Regions from separate parts of the Sus scrofa genome. Here region 2 is linked to region 1. Evidence: chromatin contacts called from public HiChIP or PLAC-seq data. All regions are on one chromosome and are shown on one strand. The core of a region is the stretch at or near the end of the contact, and the rest is flanking DNA. Distances in the headings are between cores, read along the strand shown.

Region 1 (7,908 bases), core at 3,686-6,185:
AAATACCACTGACTTAGAGCACAGGTTCTGGAGTCAAAAATCATTTCCTTTGTCACTTTGAGAAAGTCCCATCACTTCTCTAGGCCTCTAGGCTTCTTCACCTCTAAGCTGGGATTCGCAGTACCTATTCCATGGCAGCCTCATCAGGATGAAATAAAAACATGTTTACAAAGCATTTGGAGCAGGCCCTGGACGTGGTAAGAAGCCTGCAGCCCTCGTTTTCCCCACACCCGTCATTCTTTATAGTGTCAGGAATCCCCATGTAAGAGTCAGGCTTCATCGCGCAGGGAAAGATGTCAACGTACCTTGGCTTCTTCTAACATTTCTTGAGTTTCTTCTTGAGAATGGCTAATGAAAACATCACCGATCTGATAAGGTATCATTAAGCAGTCGTCATCGGCAAGCATAATGTCCTCACAAGCGTCTTCTAAATTTTGGAGTTGTTTCTGTAAACACACAAGTGAACAGCACGGAGAAATGCATTCAGCCTACACGGTTGGTGGGATGTAAACGGGAACCACCGCTATAGAAACAGTGCGGCGGTTCCTCAGAAAACTACATATAGAACTAACATGTGAACATAACCCAGCAATCCCACTCGGGAGCATGTGTCCAACAAAACTTCCCCTGAAAAAGATACATGCACCCCTATGTTGCCTGCAGCACTGTTCACAGTAGCCAAGACATGGAAACAACCTCAATGTCCATCGACAGAGGACTGGATTAAGATGTGGTACGTATATACAATGGAATGCTATTCAGCCATAAAAAAGAACAAAATAAGGAGTTCCCATCGTGGCACAGCAGAAACGAATCCAACTAGGAACCATGAGGTTGCGGGTTCCATCCCTGGCCTTGCTCAGTGGGTTAAGGAGCCGTCATTGTCACAGACGTGGCTCGGATCTGGCGTTGCTATGGCTCTGACGCAGGCTGGCAGCTGTAGCTCCAATTAGACCCCTAGCCTGGGAACCTCCATATGCCGCGGTACGGTCCTCAAAAAACAAAAGATTAAAAAAAGCGGAACAAAATAATGCCATCTGCAGCAACATGGATGGATCTAGAGACTCTAGTGAAGTCAGTCAGAAAGAGAAAGACAAATGCCATATGATATCACTTATATCTGGAATCTAATATATGGCACAAATGAACTTATCTATAGAAAAGAAACAAACTCATGGACACAGAGAACAGACCTGCGGTTGCCCAGGGGGAGATGGAGGGGGAGGGAGTGGGATGGACGGGGAGTTTGGGGTTAGTAGATGCAAACTATTGCGTTTGGAGTGGATAAGCAATGAGATCCTGCTCTATAGCACAGGGAACTATGTCTAGTCACTTGTGATGGAGCACGATGGAGGATAATGTGAGAAAAAGAATGTGTATATATGGGTGTGTGTGTGTGTGTGGTGTGTGTGTGACTGGGTCACTTTGCTGTTCAGCAGAAATTGACAAAAAACACTGTAAATCAACTATGATAAAAAAAATTTTTTTAAAGAAATGTATTCAAAATTCCCTAACAGAAGCTAAAAGCCATTGGTGACATCAAGCTAAAGTTGGTGACATCAACTCTCTGAGCGGCCCTTTCACAACAGTATTATCACATTAAAATAAGCCTTTCTCCGTTCTTAGATGGCATTGTGCAAGGCAGCACTTAAGAGCTCACTAACCCACTGTCCTCTAGGAGGTTCCAGACCTGCCATCAGCCCTGCAGGGACAGCAGGGGTTGGGGGGCCTCCAAGGCCACTCAAAGCGTCTGCTGCTTTGTGGAATGCTGCCTTCCTAGAGAGGAATAACAACAAAAGCTTGGCTTGATGACAGGATGAAAGCAAACAATACCAAAAATCCCACTCCTCAAATGCACCTGCACTGGAGTTTGGCTCCGCAGAGTCGCCTGAAGGAGGCTGGACACGAGGCCTCTGGCGGACAGGCTGGGCCGGGGCAGCAGCCCGGTGTTCAGGGTCTGAGGGGCCGCGTCCTCACCGCGGAGGCCGCTGGCTCTGGGATCAGGGGACGGCGACAGGAGCGCCATCACCAGCCAAGTCCTCCGAGACGTGGTTCTGGGATCTGCTCCTGGACCCTCAGCCCAGGGTCGCCCCTCAACCATCTGTAGGGTGTTTCACCTCTTTTACCCACTGTCCTCCTTCTTAAACTACCTAGAGCGCGTTACGACAAACACAACAAGGAGCCCAGAGAGCTATAACCATATACTGCTGAATTTAGGTTTAGTAAAGCCATAGTGTGAAGAATTTTTATTTTTCTTAAGTAAGATCTGTATTTTCAATACCTTTTTTACTTCTATTTCTTCCTTCAGCTCTGTGATTCTACTTGTATTCCGTGCAAATTTGTTTATCTTTTGTTGATCTTCAAAAGTAACATTGACGTCTTCCGCAGCCTGAAAAAAACATTTAAATTTTTCGTAGAATTTTAATGGAGAAGTTATTGGTTAGCTTTTAATATAACTCTGAAACAACTAAAGAAACTATTTGCCCTCGGGGAGTCCAGGAAGGGGTACAGAATAGCACACACACAGGCCTTACTAAGTTCCTGCTCCACGAGCTTACTATTTGTTCATAAACCTATACCCCCTTCTGATACTCCATGGAATTAATGCCTAAGCTGCAAAAATATGCTAAATATAAACAACAATTAAGTCTTGGGAGTTCCCGTTGTGGCACAGTGGAAATGAATCCGACTAGTATCCATGAGGATTTGGGTTCAATCCCTGGCCTCGCTCAGTAGGTCGGGGATCCAGCGTTGCCACAAGCTGCGGCGGAGGCTGCAGAGGCGGTTCGGATCTGGCATTGCTGCGGCTATGGCTCAGGCCTGCAGGTGCAGCTGTGATTTGACCCCTAGCCTGGGAACTTCCACATGCCACAAATGCAGCTGTAAAAAGAAAAAAGTAATTCATTTTTTTATTAAAAAAAGAGTAAGTCTGGAATCAAGTCAGTCACCTTTGGGCCAAGTGGAATTTCTCAATTCTGGAACATTCTTTCATCAAGATAACCAAGGCAGCAAAAAAGGTGTGGTAATTAATTTTGGCTAATGCCTCAGCCTAGCTTATTCTCTCAGAATTAATACTTCTTTATGCTTATTGAGGTTATCAGAAACCTGCCTGTTTCTATAATTTTTTTTTTTTTTTTTTTTTTTTTGTCTTTTTATGCCATACCCATGGCATATGGAAGTTCCCAGGCTAGGGGTCAAATCAGAGCTGCAGCTGCCGGGGGCAACACGGGATCCAAGCCTCATCTGCGACCTACACCACAGCTCACAGCAACACTGGATTCTTAATCCACTGAGCAGGGCAAGGAATTGAACCTGCATCCTCATTAGCTACTACTCAGGTTCATTACTGCTGAGCCACACATCGGGAACGCCTATTACTCTTAATCCAATTGATATGCTGGCTTGAAGGTCACTATGCATTTCAGTGACTATATTCCATATATACATAGTAAAGATTTAAGTTTATTTTAATGTAGACATTATTTACGTGTCTTAATTATGAAAAGCTGTAATTCACTGTGAAATGATAAAAACTGAGAATTTTTAAATTATGTGATTGAAGTTCCCTGGTGGCTCAGTGGGTTAAGGATCCAGCACGGTCACTGCTGTGGCTCAGGTCACTGCTGAGGTGTAGGTTCAATCCCTGGCCTGGGAACTTCCATATGCGATGAGCGTGGCCAAAAAAACCCCTATGTGATTAAATTTGTAAATAAAACCAGAGTGCTTCGATGACAAAGTATCTATGAAATCACATAAACAATAGCTGCCATTTACTGAGTACTTACTATGTAACGGGAACTCTCCAAGCACTTTCAGGCCTCTACTCATCCTCCAGTCAATCTTAATAAGTAAGATCATTAGTACCACTGTTTTACAGATGGGGAAAGTGTGGCACAGAGAGGTTAAGTAATTTGCCCAAAGCCATACAGCTAGTAAGCAGTAGATCTTGGTTTCAACGCAGGTAGGTTGGCTCCAGAGTCCAGATGCGTCCATGAGCTCTTGGAAACTAAAGGCAAAAGTGTGTGTGTGTGTGTGTGTGTGTTTACACACACAATCATGCATGTCTGGAAGATGCAGCAGGAAGTACTTGGCTTTTATCAGATTCTCAAAGGAGGACCATGTATTTTAAAACATTTATTTAAAATACTAGACTTTTGACTTTCCCCTCAGTTATAAAACAAGAACAAGGGCATTAGATTATAACTTAGGGGAAAGAGATATACAGATATGGGTTCAACAAAGACTATCTTTGGCCTTTTTTTTTTTTTTTTCCTTTGCTTTTTAGGGCTACACCCACGGCACATGGAAGTTCCCACACTAGGGGTCTAATCAGAGCTACAGCTTCCAGATTACGCCACAGCCACAGTAACGCAGGATCCAAGCCATGTCTGCACCCTATACCACCGCCCATGGCAACACCAGATCCTTAACCCACTGAGCGAGGCCAGGGATCAAACCCACAACCTCATGGTTCCTCGTGGGATTCGTTTCCACCGCGCCAGGATGGGAACGCCCATTTTTGGCTCTTTTGCCAGTAGCAGTACTGGTTCTCAAGGGCCACTACCCATCCTTTCAGCTGGTCTCTCATGACCAATGACATACGATATGCACTTTTATTTCTTTTATGTGAAAGACAACCCGTTGTCTCAAGCAATACGGAGCTTAGTGGTCAGAATATATAAATGGAGACACCGAGAATTTCACCCTCCACTCGCCCAGGCTCTCAATATCCAATAAACACGCATCGGGCCCACCATCAGAGACCCGGTAGGCATCTTGAAAAAAACGCCTTCATACCACAACATGTACACAGCTTTGAATGTTCATCCTTGTGCAGAATTCTTACAAATACGGCAGCTGGGAAACACTGAGCTGCCACAGAAGCCAAAGGAAAGTCCATGTGCAGATATGCTGGCACCCGAGCCACTGGTCTAGACAGGAACTCACCCTCAATGCTCCAAGCAAACAGGGAACCTAGAATTCTGGAGTTCTTGTTCCTGCAGTATTTAAATACTGAATCCTTGAGAGCCTGAATATGTCTTTATAGAGGCACTTGTCACTGTCAGCCTTGAGCGGGGTACTCTTGCTGAAAGTGCCCAGCATCGGGCTTGCCTGAAGCACAACTGACCCTTAAGCCAGTTTCTCAATTTGAATCTAACATGTGCCATCAGACTCACTGACACATGCTTTCTACAAAGTTGCAGGGTCTGGCCACCTGCCTTCTATCTTTCCAAAGCAGGCGTTTCCTGTTGCAGCCTCACCAAACACGGCCCCGAGCACACACTTGGGCCCTGGAGTTAATTTCCCACTGGGGTTAAGGGCTAAAGTCAGAGTGTGCGGCAAACAGGCCCTGGGTAAGCTGCGTGCCAAGCAGCGGAGTGCTGTTTACAGCGAAAAGTGAGAAGTCAGCACCCTCCGTGACTAACAGCCCTGGCTTCCGTTTTGATCTCACTGATCGAGACACTCCTACACGGCTGGAAGCTTGATTTCAGCAGGGAGGGAGTAATTCTTACATTGGGGTGCACAGCCTTTGAGAGGTCCTTTTACCCCCTGAAATTGTATGTAAAATGATGTGTTTTATGTGTGCATTCTTCTAGAAGGGTCTTCGTGGCTTTCAGCAGATTTTGAAGGTTAGGAACTCCAGTTTTTTTTGGTGGGGGGAGGTTTTTGGTCTTTTTAGGTCCGAACTTGCAGCATATGGAAGTTACCAGGTTGGGGTCGAATCGGAGCTGTGGCTGCCACCCAGCCATGGCAACGCCAGATACGAGCTTCATCTGTGACCGAAACCACAGCTCTCAGCAAAGCCAGATCCTTAACCCACTGAGCGAGGCCAGGGATCAAATCCAAGTCCGCATGGATACGAGTCAAGTTTGTTACTGCTGAGCCACGACAGGAACTCCCAGAACTCCTGCTTTAAGAGAAGCCAGATGCAGTCACTACCACTCACGAGCCCAAAAATCACTCCAGGTGGAAGGCGTCAGTTCGCAGCACTCCAGGCCACAGAGTGCAGGACAGTAAGATGGGACCCCAGGCCGAGCAGCAGGAACCTGGGCAAACCGCTCAGGTCTCTGGAGCCACCTCAGGCTTGTCATTCATGTGCCCTCTGGGGAGGCCATGCCCACCTGGCAGAGGTGATGAAATAGCTCCTCAGGTAGGCCCAGGGCGGGGAGTCACCTTTCAGTAAACCACAGCTGAGTGCTTTACTTCCTGAATAATATTTACCAAAAATCATCACAAAGAACACACTCAGATCTACAAGACAATCCTGCTAGGTCTGAGCGAAACAGGACTGCTCAAGATGCAGAGCGAAAATGAAAATTCCCCTGCATGGTGCCGGCCCCCTTATCTAGGGACTCAGTAGCCCAGGGGGTCATGGGAGTAAAGTGACCCCTACTCGGCTGCCCCGTCCTGAGTTTGGCCACTACCAACAGAATCTAGACTTGGCTTCTAAAAAACCTAGAAGGAAATTCCAGCCAATTTTAGTCAGCTTCTATCTTGATTTTTTAAAGGTTTACCCAATTTCTACGGTATGAAATTTTGGATTTTTGCCATTTTTATTCACCTTTCTAGCGAACAGTCACTCCACTAATGAGTTAGGGAGTTCCCGTCTTGGCACAGCAAAAATGAATCCAACTGAGAGCTATGAGGTTGCGGGTTCCATCCCTGGCCTCACTCAATGGGTTAAGAATCCGGTGTTGCCATGAGCTGTGGTGTAGGTCGCAGACGCGGCTCGGATCTGGTGTTGCTATATCTGTGGCGTGGGCTGGTGGCTACAGCTCCGATTGGACCCCTAGCCTGGGAACCTCCATATGCCATGGGTGCGGCCCTAAAAAGATAAAAAAGACCAAAAAAAAAGAGTTAGCATGTCCTAGATGCAAGGCACTGTGAAGAGAAGTATCCCTGAGGCTGGCACATGAACACTGGCGAGCTTACATCCAGGAGAGGAGGCGGCAAAAAGCCAGGTTGTTTGGTAGATGGTGATAATGCGATGGGGGTGGATGGAAGTTCCTGAGAGCTGGGGAAGGTCGAAGGCGGCTTCCCTGAGAAATCAGACCGTGGCTCCCCTCGTGGCCAAGGACTAGACCTGAGAAAGCAGAACTCTGGAGATGGCCCTGGACCACCTCCACTCCCGAACAGAAAATGTCAGGAGCTGTTGGGAGGTCATGCGTTGTAAGGATAAAGCGCTCCAGGCCGCTAACAATTTTCATCGCCTGCAAAGGGCTACCACCCCCGTGATGTTTCACTCTCAGCCACTGGCGCGCCTCTGCTTTCTTCTGAGATGAGGCAGAGGAAAAGGCCCGTGTGCTAACCCACCGGGCACTGTCCACGACCCCAGGCACCTTTGCAAGATGTTTACGTGCGTCCTACTGAGAAAAGGAGGAAACACTCGTGTGTTTTGGCCGCCACCGACCCCTCTATAAGCTCTTTCACCATCTTGGTGCAACCTCCCCCCGCCGGCTCTCTGTCATTCTGGTCACGCTTTGATTTGATGCACACGGGGCCTCTGTAAGAGGTACTCCCTTTCTAGAATGTCTCACCGCCTTTCCGACCTTCTCTTGCTCTCACGAGATCACACCTTCTCAGGAAAGCCTTCCCTGCTCCCCAAGCAGACCTTACTCCACCCTCTCGCTCGTGCCCTTCTTGCATTGCTCTTCGCTGGACCTGCAACTTGTAGTTCTCTGTGGGACTACTGAGTAACAGCTGCCTCTCCCCAACAGCACAGGTTCTCCAATGCTATGAGAAGATCAGAACTTCATTCCTGCTCACCATTCTCAGCTCCATCACCTAAAACGGAGACAGGGAGTTCCCACTGTGGCTCAGTGGGTTAAGAACCTGACTTGGTTTCCGTGAGGATGTGGGTTTGATCCCTGGCCTCACTTGGTGGATTAAGGATCCGGCACAGACGCA
Region 2 (7,908 bases), core at 2,265-4,764, 360 kb before region 1:
AGACCTAAGTGACATGACTTTAAACCATCCCCATGAGATAGTGACTTTGGAAACAGCAAACCAGGGGTGTAGTTTTTCAAATGTGTCATAAGATCACAATTGTGTAAGATCAACAATGACCCCCGAAGACCCTTGTCTTGTGTAGGTACCTACGTGTGTGTCTACCCACCTGTGTGTGTGTGTGTGTGTGTGTGTGTGTGTGTGTGTGTAGATACAGATTTCTGCACAGGATGATATGGGTACCGAGTAAAACATGGAAAGATAAGTACAAACTGTCAAGATTTAGGAGTGGCTCCTGAAGGGAAAGAGAGGCATGCCAGCAAATAATAAAAGGAACAAGCACCAATCGTCATCTAAATGGTCAAAACTTTGCAGCTAGTTATTTATTTTATTTTATTTTATTTATTTAATTTATTTTATTTGTCTTTTTGCCATTTCTAGGGCCACTCCCACGACATATGGAGGTTCCCAGGTTAGGGGTGTAATCGGAGCTGTAGCTGCCGGCCTACACCACAGTCACAGCAACGTGGGATCCGAGCCGTGTCTGCAACCTACACTACAGCTCACGGCAATGCCAGATCCCCCACCCTCTGAGCCAGGCCAGGGATCGAACCCGCAACCTCATGGTTCCCAGTTGGATTCGTCAACCACTGAGCCATGATGGGAGCTCCTACAGCTAGTTAAATTGTCCATAATCTGTTTCTGTAAAAATAAATTAAATAGGATTCAAAAACCAATCCTGACTTCCAAGGATAGTTGTGAAAAATTAAACAAAATCAAGCATGCAGACACTCAGTGCAGGGCCAGACGCAACGGCTCGTTGTTCTAACTTTATCCCTCAAGCAGACAAAGCCTCCAAACTCAGGTTTCTGCTTACACTCTCCCTGCCCGCAGCCCTGCTCTCCCTCGCTCCTTTCAGGGAACTCTGCACGTGGTGTCCTTGGGTTCATTCACTCATTCATTCCACGCACTTAGAGACTCTGGGCATCATTTATAAGCCACGCACGCCGCTGGGGACTGGAACCTTAACACATGAATAGAATACAGTTCCTCCGTCCCCAAGATTTGCTAGTAAATGGCCAGAGAGCTCGTGGAAAGCCTGACCTGGGTCATACCACCATCTGCCTGCACGACGGCGCCCCTTCCTCTACAAAAGACAGCAGACTGTCTCGTGAGCAGAGCTCTTCGTTCCAGGAGGGAGAAGATTCCTGGTCAATGCTCATATACCTAGTGCCTGGCGTGAGTCCCATGGTGGCACACAGCAGGCGCTTAATAAAAAGTGGCTGCATGATGGAATCACTGATGGGCATGCTGGCTGACCTGATGCACGCAATAAGAGAATTATCGGGTGAAGGGGAAACGCCTATCATCTTCCATCCTCTTGCCCTCTTATCCTTTCTTAACGTCAATCATGATAACGGCTCAGGTGGACTCGTATTGAGTAGCACCAGACACGACATCAGGAAATCTCAGGAGCTGTCCCACCTGGGAAGGTGTGTACAAATTCACCTTCCTCCTTCCCAGGAGGGGAACAAATCCTAACGTGGTGAAGTGGCCTGGCCAAGGACAGAGCTGGTAAAAACGCCCAGCCAGGTTTTAAGATCTGGCCTCTTATCAGAGCTAAAGCTCACATCAGAATCGTGTGTATTTGCACAGAAAACACTGAGGATGTCATGAGACCTCAAGGGATGGGCTCATGGTTCAGAGGGATAAAAGGCACCTGGATTTACTTCCGAAGCTTAGAGAAATGGCAGTTGGTTGGACGAGATGGGACCGCTCACCATATCTCAAAGAATAGAACCTGCCAGTGATTCTCCCAGTCCTTGGACCCCATCCCAGGGGTGTCTCTCAAGTGCACCCCAATGAGCTGCCCATCAGGCAGTCATCCCTGGCTTTCTAATGAAACCCGTTCTCCAGGGCTGCATAATCCTGATTCCAGCTTTGGCAGATGTTTGGCAGGAACCAGCCAAAGAGGAGCTATCTTCACTTTCTCCAACTCCTCTCCCTTGTTCTGACATTGGGAGTGAAAGTGGCGGCTATTCCCATCACCACCATGTTACCGAGATCTCACAGAATATTACTGAGCTGTGACGGAAATAGAGCGCGCAGAGGCTTACTCCTGGAACGTTAACCACTCCCCCTCACCCCCCCCCCCGCCCCCGCCAAAAAAAAAAAAAAAAAAAGGAGAGAGAGAAAGAAACTAAAAGTGAGCAGGAGAGAAAGACAGTTTCCCTGCTAAGTAAAAAGAAAATGCAGCAGAGACGCGCCTTAGGGAGCAGAACTTTGGCTGAAACAATGCCTCCCTTGTCGCCTGCAGCTTTGATAAAGCAGACTGTTAGTGGAATCCACCATTTGGGGCCAAATTTCCAAATGCGGCATTTTGCTGAGCACCAGATGCACTCAAATGGTTATTTTCATGGGGAATGAAAGTGATTTGCATCCATTTATTCAGAGCCATCTGAGTTCTCAGCCATATGCACGTAACAGAATCATTCCTCCCTTTGCTTCTGGTAACTTTTTCTGCCTTCTTCCTGAGGAAACCCTCTCCCCACCCGGACATGGAAATTGATAACCTCAGAACTGTGTTCCACGGCCTCTCAAAGCAGGCTTGCTTGGAATCTGGGCCTTGTTTTGGCACTGGGAGGGAAGGCGATTTGGTATTCTGGCTTCACTTTTTTTCTTCATGCGCATAAAATTGTCTATTCAACTCCTATTTTGTTCATTCAAAAAAAGTTCAGTAAATTCTGTGCTTGGCCCTGAGATTTTTGCAGACACACGGGGGCCTTGTCCCCTCCCCTCTGAAGGTGCACAGTCTTGAGTGGAGCAGCCACTTACATGGAGGACCATTTTTAAAGTCCGTGCAAAGGCAGAATGCCCCTAGGGTCAGAATGAACGTTTAAACTCAGTAGCTCACACTCAACAGAAGCAGGTGCTTTAGGGGCAAGATGCCCCATGCTCGCTGGACCCAGGTCCAGGGAGGGAAAGGACACTGAGTGGAGTGGTGGGCTGGGTGCAGAATGGCCTGCACCTGGGTGTGCTGTGCTTTGCTCTGGGGCACTTTGCACATTTGCAAAGAGTTTTACCTAACTCTGTGCATATTTACAAGGTCCTGCTTCGAACCTCAGCCTGCCGAGCCCCACGCACAAGGCAGGAGCCTTGCCTCTCAGTCTGATGCCGACAAGCTTGCTCACACTATCCAGGTCTTAATGGATACAACAAACAACAGTGCTCAGCCTCAGCACCCAAACTCCTGATGTGACCTGTTTGTATCCCCACTGCTTCAAGGGGACTCTCTTTCTCGCAGCTCTTCCCATGCCAGTCTGCGTGAACACAGAGGAATCCTAATGGCTCACACCTGTCACATCTTATGTCCCTCCTAAGCGCCTCCCATGGGCAACACTTCGGGGCATAAACGCTGTCACTGTCACCCACAGATGACATAAGAAGTACACAGAGCAAAAGGAGGCCAAGCTGCACAATAGCTTAGAAGTGACATTCAATCCTGGACATTCTGAGCCATCAAATTCTTGCCCAGGCTTCAAGCAGAGCCTACTCTATCTTTAGAGCAGAATCCTCGACCTTCTGCAACTGACCTTTGGGGCCAGGTTATCTTTGGATTATATCGTCCTGTGCATTAGAGGGTATTTAGTAGCATGCCACCTCCTGTCTCCCACTCAGTACTGACAACCCAAAAAGTTTCCAGTTGTGGCCAAATGATTCCTGGGAGGTGCTTCACCGAGAACCACCGGTTAAGGGTGAGTATACAGTCCGGTTTTCCTGGCTATGCCCTGCTTACATCTGATATCAGGCATAACTCTTGATCAAGAGCAGCTTCAAAGGCATATAGCTGTGCAGTCACACAAACCCATGCTTGCTCTGATGTTCTGGTGTCAACGTCTTGAAAACCTTGATGATTTTTGAACAAAGGACCCTGTGTTTTCCTTTTGAACCAGGCCTGCTGATGACATAGCCAATCAGACTTGACTCTCAAAAGTGTCCCAAGCTTGGGAAAAAATTCCTATGGTCACACTTCTGATTATCCATAACAGAGCCTTTAAAAGCTTACCATGTAATGCTTGCCTTATTGACCCGAGAAATGCAGACTGCACAGCTGGTTTTTGTCACCAAGCACACTCGTGCCTACATATGTTTTGCATTTTCCATCATAAGATACTGGATGCATATCCACCCTGATATTTTCCCCAGTAGGAGCCAGAGAAACAGCTACAATCTTCCATAAAAAGATATCAGGAAAACAAATGTCTTGGCAAAAAATACGAAGGACAAGAGGTATGAGTGGTCTCCCCTAAACCAGGGTTGCAAACGTGAATGTCTAAATGTGTCATGAAGGTGTTAGAAATGATTATTGACCACAGGAAGTAAGATCTACAAAACACAGAAGAACCGTCAGTATCTCAAAATGGTAGCCGCTATTCAATTTTGACCCAAGCAGCCACACTGTTGCCAGACAGTCTCATTTTCTCAAAAGACAGAACTCTGTGAAAGCTTCCACTTTAAACATTGGGAACTAAGTTAATCTTTAGAAAATGTGATCTGGGCCGATACCTGGCAGGCCAGACAAGAGTGGTCTGCACGTGCCAGCTCATGACACCTGCCCTACCGTCGTTGGTGACCTTAGCTCCTTCTCCCTGCTCTGGCCATCTGAGACATCCACCTAAGGGTTTCTGCTGCCTGAAGCCAAGCTAGTAGATAACTTTATCCCTCCTGCTTGCTACTTACATAATGGAGGAGGATTTGTATCTCATACCTGGACTGGTCAGTGAATATTTGAGCAGGAACCTACCACATGGTCAATTTCCAGTTCTGCAGAAGCAATTGGTTGGATCTATCCCCCACCCCCGCCAAATATTGAAACTTCCATCACTGATGACCACTTCCCATCCTGGTACCACCACCAAATGCCCTCTCCATGAGGTACTCCGGTTGTCCGATGCTGGCCACATCCAACACTTTAATATTATAAGAAAAAATAGCCATACGAGTGAGGCAAAGCACGTGTCTGCTGGGGGAAACAAAAGCTGCGACCTGTATTGAAGGATGTCTCTGGTGTCTCTAAAAATGATTGACTCTGGTTAAGATCACAAGTGGCCTCTGATTTTAGTGCTAGGTATTTGGAAGTATTGCTTTTTCCTTTGACGAACTCCTAGGAGAAAAAGTGAATCCACATGGCTTGGAGGGGAGAGATTGGTTAAATGAGTGCATTTGTATCTAATGCCTAAGAGCCAGGGTGTAGCACGGGGGTCAGTGCAGGCCAAATCCTGGCAGCCTCTGTTGTACGGCCCAGACTAAGAATGGAAGAAGAGGAGGGAGAATCAGCAGAGGGGTGGGGAGAAGGGAAGGAAGAAAAACAGAAGCAGCAGCAGCCATATGTGGCTCCTAAAAGCCTAAAATCCTTGGCAACTGGCCCTTTTCAGAAAATGTTTGCCACTTCTTGGTGGAGATGGATAAATCACTTATTCCCTAACATCTCAAAATCGATTTCAAGTGGCATTGAATTGACACAATTCATCTCTCAGTCCCTGTCCCCATTCCTCTCTCCTCTTTGCCATGATCGATACTGGCAAAACTGTGTTGCTTATCAAGCCCATCTGGTCAACCCGTTGCACCCTCTGCTCACATGTGAACATCTTAAACTCATACCATGACCTGCGGTCTTGCCATCATCGTGTACTCAGTTTATTGCCTACGTAGGGAGCCACCGTATTAAACATTAAGATGAGTGTCAGAATTTATAAACAAAGCTATAACCTGAGAGCAACATCTGGTTTGTCTCCTTTTCCTGAGAGGCACAGCCATCAGCTAAATTATGACCACGGCAAGGTGACAAGACCTTATAGCTCTGGAGAGAAATGGTATAAAGTAGTCAACTGAAAAGGACCATTACAAGTCAACTGAAAGGACCATTACAAGATACCACTGAATTAGGTTTTTTAAGAGACTCAGAACATGACATTCCCCTCCCCAAATATACAGAAACAAAAGTCAGAGCAAATTTAAGGTGGAAGCCTGAGTTCTATCTGCATCTATTCTGCCTAAAGGGTTTAGCCTGTCTTAATTCTCTATGAGTAAACATAGCTTAACAACACTTAGCCTCTTTTAATTTCTAATGAATTCGCCAAGAGTGTTTATTATGACTTCTGATTTCATTAATTTAATTTTAGCCGAGGAAGTACAGCACTGTGGACACTGGAGGCAGCAACACCTGGATCTGAATCTTGGCTCCATCATTTCTAGCTGTGTGTCCACACCTCAAACTCCTTAATTATAAAAATGGGGTGGCAGCGCCCATGTCAGTGGACTCACATTGAAGATTAAAGTTAATACATGTATGATGCTCGGCAGAGTACCTAGCACATAGTAGGTTTTCAATGACTGTCAGAGTCACTGTCATCACCAGCAGCTGCAGCTGTAGCACGTAGCTAACTCCTGTTCATCCGAAAACTCTGCTCAGTCACAACCTTCTCTGCAAAGATGACCCCACCCCATTTACAGCACCTGAAAACTTCCCTACCAAGCTTTTAAAAACCATTCTTTCTTTCTTTCTTTTTTCTTTTGTATGGCTCCACCCACAGCATAGGGAAGGTCCCAGGCTAGGGACTGAATCGGAGCTACAGCTGCTGGCCTAAACCACAGCCACAGCCACGCCAGATGTAAGCCACATCTATTTGCAACCTACACTGCAGCTAGTGGCAACACTGATCCTTAACCCACTGAGCAAGGCCAGGGATTGAACCCACATCCTCATGGATACTAGTCAGGTTCTGAACCCACTGAGCCATTATTTCTTATGTGTTTTTTATGCCTTCCAGTGGAAGGCACGTCCTCTTCCTCTTCCTCACCCATGTATCCATTGTTTGCCCTATGCTGCAAGCTCAACTACTGTTTCTGTTCCTATAAATACAATTACATAGCCATGGTTTTTCAGAAACATGGACGGAAGAGACAGACAGACAGTGAAATATTAAAGCCCCCTCCCAGAACCCTCAAACCACAGTCCTGCCCCCCAGGACTACCTGGAATATTTGGATCCTGCTGGATGTTCACCTTCTGAGTTTACAAAGCATGTGTGTGTGTGTGTGTGTGTGTGTGTGTGTGCGCGTGAGTGAGTGTGTGTGTGGGACTCTGCCCCTGCCCTGCCTCTGCCTCATTCATGCGCCTCACACACCTTTGATACTACTGAGGGTGACCCTATTTAGCGGAATCGTTTCATTCCTTTTACAGCACAAGGTATCAAATTATTCCCTTTGGGTGGACACTGACACTGTTTCTAGTTTTTTCTATCACAACACACAAGCTCCCCCTAAATGGGAACTTCATCTTCTTCAGTCACCTCCCCATCACTTCATGGACAGAAGGACTCAGAAAATATGCGTCGAACAGCAGAATGTAAGAAAAAAGGAGTGACTCACTCCACGAGCATGCGTCCACATCATCGTTGCTCCTGCTCGTGTGTTTTTAAACCCCTAGAAGTTGTTGTTGAGTAAAGGCAGGTATGCATTCAGTTTTGATCAACAGGGACAAACTGCCCTCCAAAGAGACCACATTAAGCTGAAATACAAGACTCATGATACTGTTGCATGTTTGGAGGGGTTTAAATCATAACTTCTTACCGGAATTTCAAGCTCCTTCAAAAAGACAAAAGATTTTTTTTTTTTACACATTAAGTTCTCTCCAAGATCTACTTTGCAAGCAGTAGATAGGTGTTTCAATAAAAGATTGTTGAATTACAATTAGTATGCCAGGATATAAAAGGGGTTTATATTTTTTTTCAGGAACAAAACAAAACAAAACAAAAGGCGGTGACTGCTTTAAGTAATACACTAAAAAAAAAAAAAAAAAAAATGTAGCTTAGCCCAATCAGTAGAGGTAAAAACTGATTTCTCTGTG

What was found. HiChIP or PLAC-seq counts read pairs in DNA pulled down with a chosen protein or histone mark.
Region 2: an H3K27ac HiChIP or PLAC-seq map of skeletal muscle shows a contact between it and region 1. The contact joins two enhancer-like sites. A contact is called at or near these places in 1 of 5 promoter capture datasets (fetal skeletal muscle), 1 of 47 Hi-C or Micro-C datasets (embryonic fibroblasts) and 1 of 2 datasets of contacts at active chromatin or transcription factors (skeletal muscle).

Annotation. Positions count from the first base shown.
Region 1 is chr17:55,157,853-55,165,760 of Sscrofa11.1, reverse strand. PFDN4 (prefoldin subunit 4) reads right to left here. Exons shown (of 4, transcript NM_001123160.1): 2 at 2,282-2,389; 3 at 306-446. Among named protein-coding and RNA genes, the nearest start is that of PFDN4, 6.0 kb to the right of the region's middle. Within about 2 kb of position 4,935, at least 11 of the 83 cell types and tissues checked have an H3K27ac peak or open chromatin away from gene starts, as enhancers often do. A contact at or near this core is called in skeletal muscle, where this site is marked.
Region 2 is chr17:55,513,512-55,521,419 of Sscrofa11.1, reverse strand. The region is part of intron 6 of DOK5 (docking protein 5); the gene reads right to left. Among named protein-coding and RNA genes, the nearest start is that of DOK5, 130 kb to the right of the region's middle. Within about 2 kb of position 3,514, at least 3 of the 83 cell types and tissues checked have an H3K27ac peak or open chromatin away from gene starts, as enhancers often do. A contact at or near this core is called in skeletal muscle, where this site is marked.